Linked DNA regions of Mus musculus: region 1 is linked to region 2. Evidence: chromatin contacts called from public HiChIP or PLAC-seq data. All regions are on one chromosome and are shown on one strand. The core of a region is the stretch at or near the end of the contact, and the rest is flanking DNA. Distances in the headings are between cores, read along the strand shown. Region 1 overlaps Iqgap1 (IQ motif containing GTPase activating protein 1). Region 2 overlaps Crtc3 (CREB regulated transcription coactivator 3).

Region 1 (6,927 bases), core at 746-3,245, 170 kb before region 2:
CAAAGTGGTGTCCCTGAAGAAAATCTATGATCGAGAACAGACCAGATACAAGGTGAGTCCTTTGCTTGGTGCTTAGAATATAACTGTGAGCGTGAGAGGGTTAGCACGCGTGTTCTGTGCGGCATCTGTGGAGAAGTCCATGCAAGGTGTGTGCTGGTTCCAAGCAAAGCCCACCTTTAAGAAGCCCAGAGTACAGAGTAGCACACAGTGAGCACTGCGGAGACGCTGTCAGCCAAGCGGTTCTGGTAGCACGTTAATTAATTAATTTCTCAGTCCTGGATGATTTATATTTTCATTCTTAGAAAGTAGAGGAAGTGACTGGGGGGAATTACCATTGTCACGGAGAACTAGGCACTGAAGTGTAGCTATGGTGACTTTGGGAAAATTCCTCCTGCAACGCTGGAGGAGTTCAAGATAAAATGAGAAAGAGCCTTAATGTCAAAAAGCTTAAGTGAGTGGACGGACTGAGTCTGTGGCCATCCGGGAAGAGGAAGAGGATGGCTGGGATGTTGAGAAGGACCAGATTTCCCATCTCTAGAGCCCCTGACAGGAACTTGCCCCTGGATTAGTTTGAAAGACAGTGGAGGATTGCATAGCCAGAGTGAAACGAGCTGACTTTCAGGACTGAGCCGAAAGCCACATGAGCTTAAAGCTACAGACTGTGAAAATGGTTTTTATGTTTTAGGTTTAAATTCATGTCAAGGAGGTATAGGTCCTTAGCCAAAAATCACTATATGTATTGATCATCTGAAATGAGAACAATCAGAGTAAGAATGATTAATGTGGCCCACAGTTCCCTGGGGTCTGTGGTCATTTTGCTCCAGTCTTTCTTGGCTATAGCAGGGAGCAAAGCTCACAAGACTTGCCTCATGGTGGCTGAGGAGTGAGGGGACTAGGGGAATAGGACACTGAACGAGTGACCCACTCCCACCCCGCCGGGCCAATCAGCTATGAACTTAGTCAATGGATCAGTCACTGATGACGTTAGGACCCTCATCACATTACAGTCACCTCTTTGCACTGTTAGCTGGGGACTATCTGCTCAAACCCCACACTAGCCTCCATGGTTTGTGTGTGTACCTTCTCGTCAGGCTCACAGCAGATGCATGAAACCACTATAGATGAAGTGACTCAGACTGCAAGGTTGAATGGCTTGCCAACTGTCACCAGCAGATGTCTACGCCCGAGAACAGAGTCTCGGGTAGTGTGATTCCAGACACCAAGCTATAAGCACACTGCTGAGGGAGGTTCACCAGGCAGTTTCTAAGTGAGAGGAGGGCAGAGCACAGCTTCCTGGTACTGAGATGGGAGTGTAGTGACGCTTAAGGGAGGGAATGGTGTAGCAACTCACAGCACATAGCGCTTGCCAACAGCGGATGCTCTTGTGCTTGCTTCCAGGCTACCGGCCTCCACTTCAGACACACGGATAATGTGATTCAGTGGCTGAATGCCATGGATGAGATTGGGTTGCCTAAGGTAAGCTGCGGTACCCACCCGTGCCGCTGCCAATTGGCATAATAGCTCTCATTCAACCTGCAAAATCATTCTGCAAAGCAGTCGGTGATCTGTCTGTCCTTCCTTCTGTTCTTCCTTCCCTCCCTTTATGCCTCTCTTTGTTGTTTTTGGGATAGTAGCTCAAGCTGTACTCTAGGCTGGTTGGAACTCACAATGCTTCTGCCTCAGCTTCCAGAGACTAGGTTTATAGGTATGCAACACCGTGCTACCTAATTTTGGCCTGCTCCTTCTTAATGATAAGGGTTCTTTTCAGTTTGACTCAGGAAAAGAATATATATATGTATATATGTGTATGTGATATATATATGTATATATATATATATGTTCTAGGTTTTTGGAACTGAGAAAGAACAAGGGTACAGGTGAGCTGTGGAGTGCCGCACAGTGAGTGACCAGCCTCTGGTGCTTAGCAGAGTGAGTGCTCAGGTCTTGGTTACACGTGGGTCTGCTGAGCTGACTCAGATGCTGAGCTGACTCAGACGTGGATTTCCATCTGTGTGAGAGGCCAGCTTTCATCCCCACTTCCTCAGAGCAAGCTGCTGGGCTGCTCTTCTCTACCAAGGGTGCTTTTGAGATTTCTGTCCCACAAATGTCAGGAAATGCATTGCACCAAGTTGCTATGGTTACCTGGCTTTTCTGTGTACCTATACCTCCTGTTCCTGTTTTCTGTAATGTAAAATGCACACTAGTGTAAACTACTACACTGTGAACCTGTGACTTCCTGCCTTTCATACAGTGTTGTCATCTATGAGTGATGACAATTTAGTGTCCTTTGGATGGTATTTAGAGTGTGTTTATGTTTGCAGTTGCTAAGGTTTTTTGTTGTTTTGTTTTGTTTTATGGTGTCACTAGAGAAGGGCCCAGGCCTTAATGGTAGCTAGGCAAGTGCTCTACCCTTGAGCTGTGTCCTCAGCCTGCACTGGTTGATGTTTTCAGACAGTCTCACTGGGTTTCCCAGGCTGCCCTTCAGCTCACTATGCATCCAGGCAAGCCTTGAGCTTAGTCTCTAAAGTTTGGAGATAACCTAGACCCTTCATCCAGTCCCTCCCCAAACTTTCTCCATTTATCTGAAATGCCTCTTTTATCCATCCACCATCACAACAACTTTGTAGCCTGCTTCTCCAGCTTCCTTCTCTAGTGAGTCAGCATAGCCTGGCTCCCGCCTCCTGTGCGCTCTAAGCTCTGCTTTTATCCTTCTCTCCAAAGCCAGGCTCCATCCTTGTCCCACTGGTGTGGCTTTGGACATGATAGCAATCGTCTGATTTCACCCTACTTAACTACCTGGTTTCTGTTACTCTCTGCCTTGCAGAGAGCTTTAGGCTCTCTCCTCACTCTCCTGCAAATGTTGATGTTACTGCTGTGTTCAGGAAGATCTTTTCCTGAGGTCTGGTCTGTCTTAGTAAAGGTCTTTCTTTATTCCTTTCCTGATTCTTCTAACCAATCCATTCAGTCTACTTCTTTGATTTCTTCCTAGATTTTTTACCCAGAAACCACAGATATCTATGACCGGAAGAACATGCCAAGATGCATCTACTGTATCCACGCCCTCAGGTAACCAGGGCTTCTTAGCAAAATAAGTCACCTAAGGATAACTGCGCAGTCCAGCGTGTATTTTTTGTCTGTGCTGCAAGAATGAAAGGGGTTTTATATCAACTCGAGGATTTTCAAACAGAATAGAAGGCTATTATCCTTACCGAAACACCTGTGTTTTTCTAGGGAGCAGAGAGAAGGGATTTGTTTATCCCCGTAATATATTATTGTTGCAGAAACACGGTATTAGCTTTCATTTTTTTTATCTGGCACCTCTCTGAACTCTGCATCTTAATCAGGGTGTGATGTCCTTTATCCATTCAGCCAGCTGGGACCTTCCATTGTTATTTGTTCATTCAACAAGTAATTTTTATACCAACACAAATATGATAGGAAGTAAAGCATAATTTCATGGAAAATGACTTAATTGCAAGTTCCCACTTCTTAGAACCAGCAGGGTACTGAATTAGCAAGAGACAGGGCTGTGTCTGAAGAGAGGGTAGGGGAGAGGAAGATAAACACTTGGGTAGTTGGGAATGGTGGTATAATGTGTTATCCGATTCCTTCATGGCTCTAGGACTGGGAAAGGTTGGGGAGGAAGTGGGACGTGAGGGTGAGATTTGTTTGCTTGGATTCCGCTTGCTATATATATATAGCCTCAGTGTTAATTTTACAAGTGAAAAGGATAGCAGGGACCTGTAAGAAGCCGCTTATCTCATACCTTCTTCCACCGAGCTGCCCCATCTCAGTGCTTTTATGAAACTTGGGTTGGAACCTAGGTATCACCAGCATCATTGTGAGCGTGCAGAAGAGTGACTGCAGGTGGCTAGTACATTTCTGTGTTAAGAGCGTAATGAATTCAAATGCTTGTGTCTGAGCCAAAGCCTGATTAATTCTCGGCATTGTGATTGGCTTGGTGTGCTGAGGTCTGTCTGGCGATAACCTTGTAAAGGCCATGCCTACAGTGGCTGTCTGAACTTGGCAAGCACGGGAGGCTAAGCTGGCAGAATTCCTCTCTGCTCCTTCTGTAGCCTCTGATGTAGCCTGCGTCCCAAGCCTTCAATTCTTTGAAATACAGAGATGAGGAGTTCCTGTGCCTTCCTAATGATGGGATCAGAACAAAGGGAGGAAGTCCGCCATTGTTCTCCACTGCTCTTGCTTATGCAGTCTTTGCTTAGAAAGCACAGGCAGGGCAGAGTGTTCTGGCTTGGGATTCATGGTTTCTTTCCTCCCACTTGGTGTTTTTCCTGAAAGGTAAGTTGGCAGCCCTTGGTTGTATGCAGGAAGAGGGTGTTAACCACTCAGGACCTCAACAGCAGCTCTCGGGACAGAGTACCACCTCACTGCTGTGTGGGACTGTGTGGGACGCCCTCTTCCTTTGGACCAGCAGTAACACAGGACCCTCCCTCCCCCAACTTGATGTAGTGCTGGAGTCTTACCCACACCTGGCCCGTGGCAGGCAAGTGTGCTGTCACTGAGCTATGCTCTGGCTCTGTACCAGAGGTGGTTGTTCCATCGCGGTGGTACTCAGTTGTTTTGTGGCTGACGTTCCGTTCTCTGGGGTGTGTGTGCTTTCCTTTCTTTCCCTAAGATTTTATCCTTCTGAGCCCTGATGCTAGCCTGGAGTTAGAAGGATCCGTGTTCTAGGTCATCCTCGGCTACATAGTGAGTTCCAGGCCAGCTAGGACTGCAGAGTGAGACCCCACCACCACCATCACAAAGGAAACCAAAGTAAAACCCCACTGATTCTGATTTTGGTGTTAAATAGGCCCATAATCCTTTACCTTACATTAAGAAAAATAAAAACCCTTCATGTTGTGAAAATTGAGTTTAAGTTAGTGTGAGTTCATTTGTTGCTAAAACCTGGTAAGAATTAACTGAGATTATCTAGAATATTTATCTATAGGCATGGTTATTTTGGAAGATACCTGGATTTATAGATTAGCTGCAAAACTGTGGATGACCCTGTTGCACTTTTTAAATTTATTTGAAAATTATTTTATTTTATATGTGCACAAGGGTGTGCAGGTCAGGTTCAGGGCATAACTTATAGGAGTCAGTCGGTTCTTCTACCATGTGGACCCTGGGGGTTAACTTCAGGTGTGGTGGGGAGATGCCAGGCCAGAGCAGTGGCCCCTTCTGATGTGGTGTGTTTGTTTTGTTTCTGTGTCTTGCTGAGCCACTGTCTGTAATGTCGTCTGATGTCTTCTAATTCATTGATTCTGATCTGCCTGAGCACTAGGACCAACCCAATAACACAGGCTTACAGGCATTTCTCTCTCAACGGTGGGTGGGTGAGGTTTGTCTTTCCCTTCATGGAGTCTAGAGTCCTGTTAGTCTCTAAAGAACAAAGATAAAATAGCACAAACTCTTAATTAACCTGCGTTGAGCTTCTGTGGCAGTGACAGGAATTCTCACTGAAGCAAGAGTCACTGTCTGAGTCATTTTCATGAGGCTTGTTTAAAATGTCTTATTACCTAAAACTTACGAGTGTGAAGGACTTACTGGTGTGAATACCATGTTATATTAACATCTATGTCTCGGCATACATTAGCTTTGGGCCACAACTGGGACATGAAATTCCAGCCTAAGGGAAATCTTTCATCCTATTGTACCTCTCACTGTGACACGAAAGTATGCTGGGGTAACAGTCCCGGTGAGGGGGGCCTCTCTTCTCAGTCTCACCCCTCCACCTGAGCTACAGCTGCTGTGGCACGAGGCCTCACTCTTTGCATGTTGGTGTCTTCTAGTTTGTACCTGTTCAAACTGGGCCTGGCTCCTCAGATTCAAGACCTGTATGGAAAGGTTGATTTCACAGGTAAGGAGTTCAGAGGCTTGTGGAAAATGTATGACTCATTCGGTAATCGCCTGGAAAGTTCAACAGTGCCTGTCTTAAAGGAGAAGGGCTCTAGGAAATACTCCACACGGAAGGTGGGCGGAACATAAGTGATCTGCCCTTGTCAGTGTGGGGGGAAGAGCAGGGCCTGGGAATTGCAAACTGCTCTTTCGCTACATGGGGACGGCTGGTGGATTTAAGGTTTTTGGTTTTTTTTTTTTTTTTTGGTTTTTGGGGTTTTTTTTTGTTTTTTTTTTTGTTTTTTTTCCCCCGAGACAGGGTTTCTCTGTGTAGCCTTGGCTGTCCTGGAACTCACTCTGTAGACCAGGCTGGCCTCGAACTCAGAAATCCGCCTGCCTCTGCCTCTGCCTCCTGAGTGCTGGGATTAAAGGCGTGCGCCACCACGCCCGGCTGGATTTAATGCTTTTATACGTACTTTTGTATGTGTGTCAGCTATTTGAGAATAGTGACATCTAAGATGTAAAATGGTAGTATGTGGGGGCTAACGTTAATCGTGTACAGGTTGTTTTTAAAAAGGCTTTATAACTAGCACCTGTTGGAGAAGAATTAAGGGGCAAAACTGGAGAGTGAGGTGACTCAGAAACATGTTTAGCTATGTTAAAGTCTAAACTTGTTTGGTCCGTATTTCTTGTGTATCGTAAGTGATAAAATGCCTTATAGAGGCTTCGGAGACTGGAAATGGAGAGTCAGACAGTGAGGGACTGATAGCAGACGGCCTGGTGGAAGTGTGTGCACCGAGACTATTGTAAGACTAGAACCAGAAAACTCGGCGGCTCAGGCCTTCTCTGAGAACCAGTAACCTTAATCCTTCCCAAGAATGGCGTTTCCCATGACACCCACTTCCCATGACTTCCCACTCTTAAAGGGTTCTGTACCTCTCAGAACCCCACAGTGTGGACTGAGCCTCTGTCATGAGCCTTGTGGGAGAAGCCACAATCCAAGCTGTAGTTTTGTGTGTTTGCTATGGTCAGGTACTTGAAGCGGTGAGGGCCAGGGGAGAGAATGGACAGTGGTAGCACTGGTCA
Region 2 (7,286 bases), core at 3,237-5,736:
CATGGAGAAGAGGCTGTTACAGAGCGGATTCCGCTGACACCTCTCCCCAGCCTCTTCTGCTATCAGGTGTGAAGGCCCCTTGCTGTCAAAGTGGATTACTTCCATTTCCTGGCCCTCCCCTGAACTGGCTTTTCTGAGACCTCTCTCCACTACCTAGCATTCCCTCTGCTTCCCAGAATTCTCAGCTATAAGTATATATATATAATTTATGTGTAAGGGTGTTTTGCCTGCATGTATATCTGTGAACCATGTGTATGCCATGTGTTGTAGGCCAAAAGAGAGTATCATATCCTCTGGAACTAGAGCCACAGATGGCTCTGAGCCACCATGGATGCTGGTGAACCTGCGTCTCCTAGGCAACCAGTTCTCTTAGCTCCTAAGGCCTCTTTCTAGCTAGCCACACTTTTTGAAAGTGACCCAGCTTCTGCTTCCACTGTTACAGTTAAAGTGTCCCCCAGACTGTGAGTCACCTCCTCCAGTGCTTCCCTCCATGAGGGACATCCCAGCTGCATGTCAGACTCTGCAGCCAAGCTAAGGACCTAGATAGGAGTTCTGTTCTTACTTGTCTCCATGCCCATCCCCTAGTCTGTCATGGGCTCCAGGGAGTGGCTTCCCCAGGCCAGGAGCCAGAAATGTTCCTGAGTCCTGCCACAGATGTCTCCAGCATCCATCCCCACTTCTTCATCCCTGTGTTCCTACAACACTGCACTCTTCAGTTTGGTAACTCAGCAAGGTCACTTGTCCCTTTACCTACAGCCTCTGCTCATTGCCCCTCAGGTCTGACCACCATACCGTCCTAAGGAAACTGGGTATAACTTGTTATCTTAGCTCCTCCCCTCCCCGAGTCCCCCCCCCCCACCATATCGTTGTTCTCAGCCCTCTATCCAGCCTCGGGTGTTCTGTGCCTGCTTCCCCTGCCCCACCTCCAGTAGTCCCCACCCTCCTAACCTTAACCTTCAGTGGTTTTCAGTCATCACAGTCTCTAGATATACCATGTGTTTTCCTGCCTCCCTTTGCCCCTGCTTTGGCCTCTGCCTAAAATGGCTTTCCTGCCTGGCTCACCTGAATTCCTCAGCTTTCAAATTTAGCTTCCGCAGGGAGGTGGTGGCACACGCCTTTAATCCCAGCACTCCGGAGGCAGAGGCAGGCAGATTTCTAAGTTCGAGGCCAGCCTGGTCTACAAAGTGAGTGCCAGGACAGCCAGGGCTACACAGAGAAACCCTGTCTTAAAAAAAAAAAAAAAAAGCTTCCAATGGCCTCCAGGAAGCCTCCTCCCATCTGCTGGTCACTCCCTCCGTTCTAGATACCGTCAGGCTCTGTGATTGCAGGGGTAAGCTGATCATTTCACACATTGCACTCTTTATGACTGTCTCCTGCTTTATCGGAGTCTCCTATAGGCTCTGATGCCAAGAGTTGTGGCTGGTCACTCTCCACAAGATGTGCTGGGTTGAGTGACCCATTTCTTCTCTGGTTTTCTCCAGCCCGTCCTCTCTCATCAGCCACACTGCTCTATCGTGGATTGAGCTGGGACCCTGCAAGAGCTCCTGACCTGGCCTGCTGCCCCTCTCTGTTCCCTTAAGCCATCTCTCATGCTACAGCCACAGTAACATCTCTAGCTAACACTTGGTTCCCCCTCTCCTATAGTTCAAGACTTAGTCTTCCCAACAACATCTTCCCTTCTGTTTCCTCCACATTTGCCTCTCCCTCTTCACCTCTCAACACCTGCACTGCCTGCACTGCCTCGGCCACACCAGGCATCTCGAGGTTCTATGAGCACCATGTCATGTCCCACGAGTAGCCTTCCTGGACATGACTTTCCTGTCTTCAGCATCTCTTGCTTTTGTGCTCAGTGTTCCTTGTACCTCTTGATTATACTCTAACCACTCCTAGCACAGCATGCTTCCTACCGCATTACAGCTGCCTGCTTGATTGTTCTGTTGCTCCTTCTCTGGACTCTAAGAACACAATTCCTTCATGAGTACCAAGAAGCCTTGTCCTTGAGAGGGCTCACTCCCAAGCTGCCAGAGTTCTAGAAACTGCAGGGACCCACAGCACACATGTACGTGTGACAGTCACATACCCACCTTCCAGTGCAGAACAGGACTGGGTATTGGAAGGAAATATGAACTAAGGAAACTGGGTATATCTGCCAGTCCCAGTGTATGCTAATATAAGGCCCCAAGAATTCTGGGATGTCTATATTTGAATCGATCTATTATAAATAAAGGTATGATTTGCCAAGACAGGAGGATTTATTCCTTTGATTTATAACTTTGGAAGATTACGGCAGGAGCCAGGGTGAGGGCTCACTGGTCAGAGCTTTTGCTGTGAAAGCTTGAGAACCCAAGTTTAAAATCCAGCACCTTTGTGAAAAGCTGGGGGTGGCTGCACACATGGCTGTAACCCTATTGCTATAGAGAGTGGAGACGGGAGGATTACTGGGGCCTGCTGCTTCCAGCCTAGTTCCAGCTCCAGTGAGGCCCAGTGTCACGAGAACAAAACAGAGAGTAACAGAACAGGATCCCTGCCACCCTCCCCTGGCACTGGCATATGTGCACCCCTCCTCCAGCGCACATAGACTAAAACAGATGCAGTGCTAACTTCCATTGCACTCTTGCCCTAGGTGTGCAAATACCAAGGACAGACCCAGCCATGAGCATATACCTTGCTTGCTCATCACTTCTTGGGCTTGCCCTTGTACCTGGTGCACAACGATCAGTCAATGGTTTTAATCAATGAATGGCAATGTTTTCCTTATTTTCATGATTATGGAAACTTGCCTGGAGAGATGGCTCAGTGAGAAAGAGCACTTGTTGCTTGCTCTTACAGAGGAACCAATGGATGACCTACACCACTTGTCACTCCAGCTCCAGGGGTCCAACACCCTTCTTAGTTAGGGTTACTATTGCTGTGATGAAACACCATGACCAAAAACAACTTGGGGAGAAAAGAGTCTTTATGCTTACAGTTTCATATAACGGTTTATCATCAAAAGCAGTGAGGACGGAAACTCACATAGGACATGAACCTGGAGGCAGGAGCTGATGCAGGAGCCATCGAGGAGTGCTGCTTACTGGCTTGCTCCCATGGCTTGCTAAGCCTCCTTTCTTATAGAACTCAGGACTACCAGCCCCTGGGTGACACCATCATAATGATCTGGGGCCTCCCTCATCAATCACTAATTAAGAAAATACCCTACAGGCTTGCCTACAGCCCAATCTTATGGAGGCATTTTATCAATTCAGGTCATCACCTTTCACAGGACTTTAGCTTGTGTCAAGTTGCCATAAAACTATCCAGCATAACTCTCTTCTGCCCTCCAAGGCCACCTGCAGTCCCATGAACACACACACACACACAAATGCGTGCGTCTAATACAAATATAAAGTAAATCTTTAAAAAGTAAAAATTGTTATGTTTTTTTAAATTTATTTATTTTATTTTTATATGAATACACTGTAGGTGTCTTCAGACACACCAGAAGAGGGCATTTGGATCCCATTACAGATGCTTGTGAGCCACGATGTCCTTGCTGGGAATTGAACTCAGGACCTCTAGAAGAGCAGTCAAAACTCTTAACCAATGAGTCATCTCTCCAACCCCAAATTGCTACGTTTTAAAAGTTTTTGAAATTTTAATTGAAACAATATATCCTGGAAGGTATCTAGTTGCCCCAAAGATACTTTTTGTGTATGTGGTTTGGGTAGCAAAAATAATTTAGAGAGCTAGCAAAAGGGACTCTAAATATGATGTAGTATTTTACATTTTATATAGTGACTTACAGTTTGCAAAGTAATCTGTCTCATTTAACATGTAAGGAAATTTCAGGCTGGAGAGATGGCTCAGCGGGTAAGAGCACTGAATGCTCTCCCAGAGGTCCTGAGTTCAATTCCCAGCAACCACATGGTGGCTCACAGCCATCTGCAAATGTATATATCTGATGCCCTCTTCTGGTGTGTCTGAAGACACCTACAGTGTACTTACATATAATAAATAAATAAATCCTTTTTTTAAAAATGTAAGGAAATTGCATTCCAGAGAGGGTAAGCTGACAGACTGCGTTCTCATGAGAGGCACCCCTCATGGGTCTCAGTCATCAGCAAGGCAGAGGCAGCATTTGCATCCCATTTTCCCACAGCCAAATGCATTGTACAAGTAATGCTTTCTCTTCTTTCAGTGCTTTCCCACATAATGGCCAGAACACAGGCCTCTCACCGTTCCTGGGCACCCTGAACACCGGAGGGTCGTTACCAGATCTAACCAACCTCCACTACTCAGCACCCCTGCCAGCCTCCCTGGACACCAGCGACCACCTCTTTGGTAGCATGAGTGTGGGGAACAGCGTGGGCAACCTTCCAGCTGCCATGACTCACCTGGGGATAAGAACCTCCTCTGGTGAGTAAGGGCCTCAGCTGTGTCCCCTGCTGTGTGTGTTTGGTGCACCACTGAATGAGAGCCACCACATCCTTGTACTGGCTGGCTTCTGCTCTAGGGGCCCCATTTCTGCTTGTTTGATAAGCTCTGGAGCAGCTCTGTCGCGCCTCCTTCTTCACTGTCGTCACGAGCCCATGTGTGCAGAGAACTTGGGGAGGAACGTTTGGGAGTGGAGAAATAGGTGCCACCCCAGAGCGACGTGCAGTTCGTATCAGCATATGGTGATCTCTGATCATTTCATCCTTCCTGAGCTCTCCCCAGTTCCCCACTGGACTTCAAAAGGACAGTATCTTAAATTTTAGAAAATGTACAGTGGGTATGATGGAAATATTTATACTTAACATGTAGATGAAGTAGAAATCTACAAAAGTTCAAAACTATTCAGGTGTTCAGAAGTGCTTAGGGATGTGGTACTGTCTGTAGTCAGGTTCCTTGTAATATGATGTAGTGTTACTGTGCAGGCTTGATTGTCCCCAGCCCAGACCCTGTGTTTCCGGAAAGATGACTTGAGGTTGAGCCAACGCTCCTCTTGTCAGCACCCAGAGCAGGTGGTACCCCATCCTCCATCCACCCCAGTTCATGGTGCCTGCCAGAGATGGTGCTGAGGAAAGTTCCATCTAGAAAGGCCCCTCAGTGGCCGGACGTCAGTGGGGGAAGTGGTTGCTGGTTTCCACTCTGTTTCACTGAGGCTCACCAGGCAGAGCAGAGCCTGCCCACCTGGGAATGGCCCCACAGGGTTCCCTGCCTTGGCTGCAGTGGGGCTGCAGTGGGGCTGCAGTGGGGCCGTGGGCTCCTGCTGAGCAGCATGGCTTCAGCTCTGCACAGCTGGTTGCAGAGCCCACTCTTACTTTTATTTCAGGAGGGCATTTCTTGAAGGAGGTGCCGTTTAATAATAAACTGTCTTGTATCTCTTAAGGTGAGTTCTGATACTTTAGAAATCAAGTCATGTGTGTGCAAATTCACTGTCAAGAGTGAGTTCTGAAGCCACATGGCACTGTCTTTGATACAAGATATTTCAGAGTGTTCCGAGGGGCCTGGGTTGCACTTTAAGAAGACATCGGTCTCATGATTCTGAGTTTCTTTGATTTATTTCACAACAGAAACTCAAACCCATTAAGAGTTCTAGATTCAGAATTACCCTTTTAGATGAATTCTCTCTCAGTGAACAGTGATACCCAGCGTCACTGAAACAAAACACCATCGCCATAGCTCCCTCGGACCTTGAAGAAGCTGGCACTGTAGGCTTTGTTTCTAGCTGAGAACCTCGTGTTCAGTCATTGACAGTTACCCTCTTCCACACACATCATTTTATGTAGAACACCACTTAGCTTTATAGTGTCTCCACCTTAAAAAATGTATGGTACAGAGGCTACAGAGATGGCCCATTGGTTAACCCTTGCCTCTCCTTGCAGAGGACCCAGGTTCAGGTCTCAGCACCTACACGATGGCTCAGTATTCCCTGTAACTCCAGTCCCAGGAGATCTGTTGCCCTCTGTTGGCTTCTGTTAGCACCGGGCATATATGCAGTGCACATGCATACATGTAGGCAGGCACTCATACACATAAAATAAAATTATGTATATATCATAAAAATATAGAAAGCTATGGCAGGTCCATCACAAATTTCCTGCCAGCCTAAGTGTCTCTTCTTCCCTCCCCTCCCCTCCCCTCCCCTCCCCTCCCCTCCCCTCCCCTCCCCTCCCCTCCCCTCCCCTCCCCTCCGTTCCCCTCCGTTCCCCTTCCCTTTTTCTTTTCTTAAGCCTGGAATACATGCTTTTGAAATATATTTAGACTTTCTTTTTGAATGAGACTTCTTTTATAATTGAATTCAGATCTCTAGCTCTCCTTACAGTTTAAGCTACCGACATCTCACCTTTTCTTAGACTAGCTGTTGTTGCTGCTGTTGCTGTTGCTGTTGCTGTTGTTGTTATTGCTATTGTTGTTGTTTTGTTTGTGGTTCAAGAGATTGAGCCCAGGACCTTAGGAATTCTAAGCAAGTTCTCAGCCACTGAGCTATCTATCCTGACCCCACAGACAATTTTTTAAAAAAATCAACACTAACACACATTTCTGCTTCTTAACTTTTAGCACAGAGCAGTGGACTGAACTAACTGCGGGTGTGACCTGTCAAAGCAGCAGCAGCAGCTATCTTGTTCACTAAGAGGTGCTGTTTGTGGGTGGCTTGAGCCAAGCACCAAGGATCCAGCAGGGCACAGGACAGGGTCTCTAGCTTCCTGGACTATGGAGACACCACTGCAGATGGTCTTGCTAATACTAAGATTCATCCCCCTTCACCTCAGAGAAACAAGAGACTAGCAGAAATGTCCTTCCCCCTGAGTTGGGAAACACTTTTAACAGTTTATAAGGAAGCCAAAATCAAAGAGTGGACTTTAAGGCTGAGAGGTCTAGGGGAAGTATGTTCTCCGACGTTCATAGAGGATCCAGATGCTCATAGAGGCTCTGAGTAGGCTGTTGTCCAGCCTGAGGTTCTGTTCCCTGAGGTGAGCCTGAGCTCACTCCACCCAAGCCTCCCCAGGGACGGTTGTGTCAATCTTCTTCCGCTTTGGGCACACAGATTCTTTTCTCATTCAAGCTGGCTGCTTGGCGGCAGCTCTCTAAATATGGTTTCTTTTCCTTGTCACTGGTCCACCTGAGACATTTTCAGTAAGAGAGCTGCCCAGAAGCTCTCGCACATAGAGAGTGACTGTGCAGCTAGTAGGAACTTTGCTTGACTTTTTGGAAAACCAAAGCTTTGATCCAAAGTCACCAAAAGATCCTTGTGACTCCGTTATCTTTCAGGTCTCCAAAGTTCTCGAAGTAACCCTTCCATCCAAGCCACACTCAGTAAGATG

Evidence for each region. HiChIP or PLAC-seq counts read pairs in DNA pulled down with a chosen protein or histone mark.
Region 1: a FOXA1 HiChIP or PLAC-seq map of pancreatic cancer cells shows a contact between it and region 2. The contact joins two enhancer-like sites. A contact is called at or near these places in 1 of 115 datasets of contacts at active chromatin or transcription factors (pancreatic cancer cells) and 2 of 9 other capture datasets (adipose tissue and liver).

What each region holds. Positions count from the first base shown.
Region 1 is chr7:80,761,434-80,768,360 of GRCm38.p6, reverse strand. It overlaps Iqgap1 (IQ motif containing GTPase activating protein 1), which reads left to right. Exons shown (of 38, transcript NM_016721.2): 3 at 1-52; 4 at 1,399-1,476; 5 at 2,990-3,066; 6 at 5,796-5,863. Among named protein-coding and RNA genes, the nearest start is that of Iqgap1, 38 kb to the left of the region's middle. Within about 2 kb of position 1,995, at least 139 of the 459 cell types and tissues checked have an H3K27ac peak or open chromatin away from gene starts, as enhancers often do. A contact at or near this core is called in pancreatic cancer cells, where this site is marked.
Region 2 is chr7:80,595,856-80,603,141 of GRCm38.p6, reverse strand. Crtc3 (CREB regulated transcription coactivator 3) reads left to right here. Exons shown (of 15, transcript NM_173863.2): 10 at 4,178-4,395; 11 at 7,234-7,286. Among named protein-coding and RNA genes, the nearest start is that of Gm15880, 37 kb to the left of the region's middle. Within about 2 kb of position 4,486, at least 21 of the 459 cell types and tissues checked have an H3K27ac peak or open chromatin away from gene starts, as enhancers often do. A contact at or near this core is called in pancreatic cancer cells, where this site is marked.